Linked DNA regions of Mus musculus: region 2 is linked to region 1. The links are chromatin contacts, called in public HiChIP or PLAC-seq maps. All regions are on one chromosome and are shown on one strand. The core of a region is the stretch at or near the end of the contact, and the rest is flanking DNA. Distances in the headings are between cores, read along the strand shown.

Evidence for each region. HiChIP or PLAC-seq counts read pairs in DNA pulled down with a chosen protein or histone mark.
Region 2: an H3K27ac HiChIP or PLAC-seq map of embryonic stem cells shows a contact between it and region 1, with 6 read pairs. The contact joins the enhancer-like site here to the promoter of Mesp2 in region 1. A contact is called at or near these places in 7 of 39 promoter capture datasets (the C10 cell line, embryonic stem cells, frontonasal cranial neural crest and 4 more), 1 of 15 datasets of contacts at CTCF or cohesin (the NIH/3T3 cell line), 7 of 484 Hi-C or Micro-C datasets (the C2C12 cell line, the Patski cell line, bone marrow-derived macrophages and 3 more), 2 of 115 datasets of contacts at active chromatin or transcription factors (both in embryonic stem cells) and 3 of 9 other capture datasets (adipose tissue, embryonic stem cells and pancreatic islet).

The regions. Positions count from the first base shown.
Region 1 is chr7:79,809,032-79,811,993 of GRCm38.p6, forward strand. It overlaps Mesp2 (mesoderm posterior 2), which reads left to right and starts at 1,696. Exons shown (of 2, transcript NM_008589.2): 1 at 1,696-2,728. The coding sequence starts at 1,898.
Region 2 is chr7:79,889,544-79,892,392 of GRCm38.p6, forward strand. The region is part of intron 4 of Ap3s2 (adaptor-related protein complex 3, sigma 2 subunit); the gene reads right to left. Among named protein-coding and RNA genes, the nearest start is that of Ap3s2, 30 kb to the right of the region's middle. Within about 2 kb of position 1,443, at least 20 of the 459 cell types and tissues checked have an H3K27ac peak or open chromatin away from gene starts, as enhancers often do. A contact at or near this core is called in adipose tissue, embryonic stem cells and pancreatic islet, where this site is marked.

The DNA.
Region 1 (2,962 bases), core at 446-2,945:
TTGTTTGTTTGTTTGTTTGTTTTAGAAAACAGTGTTTCTCTGTGTAGCCCAAGCTGTCCTGAAACTTGCTCTGTAGACCAGGCTGGCTTCGAGCTCACAGATTTGCCTACCTCTGACTTCCTAGTGCTGGGAGGTTTCTTGAAAACTTTTTAAAATTTTATTTATTTATTTATTTATTTATAAATAATAAATGCTCTCATGCATGTACGTACACCACATGTGCCTGTTGGATCCACTAGAATTGAGGTTACTGATGGTTGTGAGCCAACATGTGGATGCTGGGACTTGAACCCAGGTCCTTTGCAAGAGCAACAAGTGCTCTTAACCACTGAGCCATCTCTCCAGTCCTCTAAAGTATTCTTGTCACACTCACCTTGACTGATATTTTAGATTACTTTACCCTTCTGCTCAAAAGTCAAAGAGGCTCCCCGTGGCCTTGAGAGTAAAACCAACTCAGCCTGGTTCCAGACGTGCCTGGCCCTCCCACCTCCAGGCCTTTCCCTTCTGGAAATGTTCTCTGTGTCCCCTCTCCCTAATGAAACAATGCTCTTGGTTCAAGACCCAGCTGGACCTGCTCAGCCTCGGTGGCTAAGGCCTGACTGCGCCAAAAGCTCATTTAACCCTTAGCTTTCTGTCCTGGAGATGATGCAGGGTATGGGTGCCTTGTTTCAGTTGCAGTTGATGCTCAGGAGAGCCTGTCCTTGGCTTTTATTACCTCAGCTGTTTCTCACAGAAGTTCTGGGAGCAGATGCCATACTTAGCTGTTTTGCTAATCAGGACAAGCTCAGGCAGGTTAAGGGCCCTGCATATAATAAGCAAATGTGTGCCCATAAACACTTTGAAATGTTAGTGCCTGGGTTTGATTTGTTTTAGTTTTTTGAGACAGGGTTTCATGTAGCCCAGGCTGGCCTCAAACTTTCTATGGACTTGAACTCCTCATCCTCTGGCCTCTACCTCCCAAGGGCTTGGACTATAGCCATGAGTGGTCACCGGTGGCAGTACTGGGTTTATTTGTTTGATTGATTTTCTTTTCTGGAACAAGTTCTTGATGGGTACAGGTTGACCTCACCTCCCTCCAATTCTCCTGCCTCAGTCTCCCAAGTGCTAAATTACGGGTATATGGACCACACCTGTATCAGTCCCTTCTTTATAAAGTGTAGGCACAATGAAAGCCCATAGCAAGCAATTTCAGGATTAATCCAGGGAGGGCTGGAAGTCATTCTGTGCAGCAATTCCTACTGAGATGAGCTCAAAGAAATTAGGTGGCTTCAAGGTGACACAAAGCTTCAAGTTGGCTTTGGCATCCACCTCCTTCCATTTCCACTTCCCAGCCTGGAACCCTCCAGGCTGCTGGGTTCCATTTTTAGTGGGTACAGATACTGTGGTCAGTGAGAGTTTCTAAGTGTATACAGCAAATTGGCTAATGGGGGAACCTGAGGAAGCCCCACTGTGCTGGTCGGAACCAGCACAGGCATAGCCCATTAAAGGCTAATGATGAAGGGTGGCCACTCTGTAAGTGAACCAGAGGCACGGGATAGACATCCAGGTACCCAGCAGCCATCTACCGTGGTGGTGGGTTCGGGTGTATTCACCCTGCAGTAGCAGGGCGGAGTGAAGGTGGGGGCTCGGTGAGAAGCTTAGCAACTCCATCCAGATGCGAATTGTCTCTCCCACACTTCCCGGCAGCAGGGGCCTCCATTAGAGCCTTCGAGGGGTCAGAATCCACACCTCTGCAAATGGGCCCGCTTTCCCAGGGCCCCCCTGCCCAGACCTTCCCTGGGCTCTGTGGGTTTTGACACCTCTCTGCAACCTGGCAGGGGACCACCTCACACCTTTAGTCCAGATAAAAGCTAGGACCTGGAGGTGACCGGTCCAGCTTCCCAGAGTCACACCAGCCATGGCCCAGTCGCCTCCTCCTCAGAGCCTCCAGGGTCTCGACCACTGGGTCTTCTCCCAGGGCTGGGGCTGGGCTCAGCAATCGGACTCCACGTCTCCGGCCTCGTCCTCAGATTCGTCCGGTTCCTGCCCTTGCTACGCCACCCGTCGGCCCTCGCAGCCCGCCGGCCCGGCCCGTAGCACGCGCACTACCCAGGCGACGGCGCCCCGACGAACGCGCCCAGCGCCCGCAGGCGGACAGCGGCAGAGCGCCAGCGAGCGCGAGAAGCTGCGCATGCGCACACTCGCCCGCGCGCTGCAAGAACTGCGCCGCTTCCTGCCGCCGTCGGTGGCACCTGCAGGCCAGAGCCTGACCAAGATCGAGACGCTGCGCCTGGCCATCCGCTACATCGGCCACCTGTCAGCCCTGCTGGGCCTCAGCGAGGACAGTCTGCGGCGCAGGCGCCGACGGAGTGCGGACGCGGCGTTCTCTCACCGATGCCCTCAATGCCCCGACGGTGGCAGCCCCTCACAGGCTCAGATGCTTGGTCCTAGCCTGGGATCAGCCATGAGTAGTGGGGTGTCCTGGGGGTGCCCGCCTGCTTGTCCTGGACCTCTGATCTCACCTGAAAACCTTGGGAACAGGATCTCCAACGTGGATCCCTGGGTGACACCTCCTTATTGTCCCCAAATACAGTCACCCTTACACCAGTCCCTAGAAAGAGCCGCTGACTCCTCTCCCTGGGCACCACCTCAAGCATGTCCTGGCATGCAGATGTCCCCAGAGCCTAGGAACAAGACTGGACACTGGACACAATCCACTGAACCTGCAGAGCTGACTAAAGTGTATCAGGTAGGTCCTAGGACCCCTGCCATTTTCATGGCTTCATTTGGAACTAAAGTGGACGGTCTCTCGTTTGTACAGGGTCTCCTACTCATCAGGTCCCAGGTTATCCAATGAAGGGATAGATGGAAATAGCCTTATTTACACCTGTAGGAGAAGAGATGAGGCCCCGGGAAGTTATAGCCACTGCCATAATTGCCACCTTTGCTGTGCAACAGTCACCACAGCTTGGTGAAGAGAGGA
Region 2 (2,849 bases), core at 193-2,692, 80 kb after region 1:
TATGATATTGTCAAATATCCTCACAAGTGCTTATTGGGGTTTAAGTAAGAAGTGTCACTTGGTTTCTAAGCTCTTGGCCAATCCAATGGCCCTCTGACCCGGAAATACTCACAAGAGGGGAAGAGTTTACCTGAACATAAGGTTTAAGACAGCCCCAAGGTTCCAAGAGAGCAATCTGATATGAGAATGTAGGTGAGAGATGCATCTGAAATCTTAAGAGTTTGTACAGCAGCAGGGAGCAGCTGGGGTTTCCTGAGTTTGATGGACATAAATCTATGGCCACACTTTAATGAGTGAAAACTGGTATTTATAGTTCTACACAACTTAAATTTTTTTCTCTTGAAACCTCTATCTCACAATTGCCAAAAGTAAGAGTGATTTTCAGCTAACTTGCCAGGCGCTCTACAAATCCTCTGCCCTGTTTTGCTATGCCGCTGCTCTGCTCTCATTCTAACTCCCACTCAAATATCTGTATATCCTCAGTTTTTCTTTATCTTTTTTTGTTTTTTGTGTTTTTTTGTTTTGTTTTGTTTTTGAGACAGGGTTTCTCTGCATAGCCCTGGCTGTCCTGGAACTCACTCTGTAGACCAACATATGCTCAGCATGCTGAAGGACCTGGGTCTGATCCTCAGCACAAAAGGAACAGGGCTGTCCACCTGCTGCCATCTCCCAGTAGAAAGAAAGCACTTTCCCAAATGAGAGCTAGGGTCTGTAATGCTGTCGACTGCTGAGATTTGCCAATTCCCACACTTTGCAGCCTTCAACTCATCTTGCATGGTGACCTTGCTAAATAGTTCTGTGAAAATCAAAACCATTCTTCCAGGTTTGGGGTTCTGACTGCCTAGGACTGGGCCACCTAAGTCAAGGACATTGAGGACCTGTGCTGATGGGAGTCAGCGTCTCCCTGGTGATCTGGCTGAGCGTCTACTGAGACACTAAGCCAGGGCACTGCGGTACTGTTCTCTGCAGGTCTCTTGTCTAACGTGACCGTTTGAGGTTGCACGTTAGGTCTCCTGCGGGTGCCCAGAGCAGTGCTTACAAAGCATTAGCTCACAGCTGCTGGGGAAAGCAGAGTCCAGTACTAGGCTGAGGTGACACAGCTTGTTGATCTGGCATGGCCTCCAAACTTGGCCCTCTGAAACTCCACGTCAGATAAAACAGATTAAAATGAGCCTGGTAGCGTCTCAACAAGATTGACAAGAGTACACCAGGAAGGACACAGATGCCACTTCAAAGTTACAGAAACTGGGCTGTGGAGTTTTTGAGGGTGGAGACAAGTCAGTTTCAATAGCCTTTCCCAAGGACACAAAGCCCAGACCTCCAAGGGTCCCTCCCATCCCTGGGATGAATCAAAGAACATTCTGCCTCTACCTTTGTCAGCAATCACTACCACTGGGAGCAAACTGTCTAAGAAGAGGAAGGGCGGGGTAAAGCCCTGAAGTCAGGCTTCTCCTCTAGTGGAGCAGTCTTCAAACCTGAACTTGGCCATGCTCCAAAGCTGAAGCAGTCAACCTCGCACACCTTCGCCAATAAATACAGAACGTGAAGCTTGAGGAGTCAGCGTCAATCCCAAATGTAGTGCCTCAGAACACCTCCAGAGCTGACTCCACAACACAGGGCAGCTCTCGGGGGATGGGGGGGGTGCTGGACCCCACCCTGGAGGCTTTGGGGCAGGGAGGGTAGGCAACATCTCTTGGACACTATCAGCCCATTAGCCATACCACAGCCTTAGCTTGCTGACAGCCACAGAAACCTCTAGACTAGAGTAATTTCAATTCCTCATCGGATTAAAATCTTACAAGACAGAGGCACACACTCCTGCCTGGCCATTGAGGAGATAGAATCAATAAAATACTAACCAAATATAAAAGAACACGGTCACTCTGACAATCAGGGCACCAAGTTCACAACACTCATGCTTTAACAAGGAATTCCTAATCATCTACAAACCAAGCTTACAAAGTAACTGGGGGGTGGGGGGCTGGAGAGATAGTTCAGCTGTTAAGAGCACCGATTGCACTTCCAGAGGTCCTGAGTTCAATTCCTAGCAATCACATGGTGGCTCACAACCATCTGTAATGAGATCTGATGCCCTTTTCTGGTGTGTGTCATATAAAAAAAAAAAAAAAACATCAAAAAAAAAAGTAACTACAAAAAAAGCCAAGGATAGATAGCATTTTCTATCCCCTCGGGTTAGATTGCTTGAGTAAATTCTATGAAAAGTCTTCAGAGAGTAAGTAGGAAAGAGATTCTTGGGGGAGAGGGTGGGTCATTTTTTGTCTGCTAGATGGTATGTGCTCTGAAAGAACCAGAATGGACTCAGCACAGACTAGGGAAGAGAAATGACCTTGGCTTAGGGTCAGATTCTAGTTCTCATATATTCCACGTAAAAAAAGAAACGGAGAGTGCAAAGGCAGAACTATGCCCTAGAGACCTGGGAGTGGGCCTTTTTCTCTCTTGACTACTCTCATTCTGGAACCTAGTATTTTGCAGCATCTCAAGACACGCGGAGCACTGCTGTTCTTGGGCCTGTGAACTGCCTTGTGATTCTGTGCCAAAAGTAAGTGTGATAATCAGACCTGACCTCTGTTGGTGGCTTGTACCCTCCTCTCCCTAAATGGTGTGACTGTTGTGGGGTTAGAGGCAGAATATTCTTTGACTTGATTGAGATATGAACCAGGGCTGGAGGTCCTGGCACCCAGTGTTCTTGGGAAGGGCTTGTCTCCACCCTCAGCATAGGGATTACTGCAATGCACAGCGTGGAGGGCATAAGGAGGAAGGCATACTTGGTTCCACCTGGGAACTAGGGAGATAGATAGAGCAGTGCAGGAGAGAGTTGATTCTTAAGT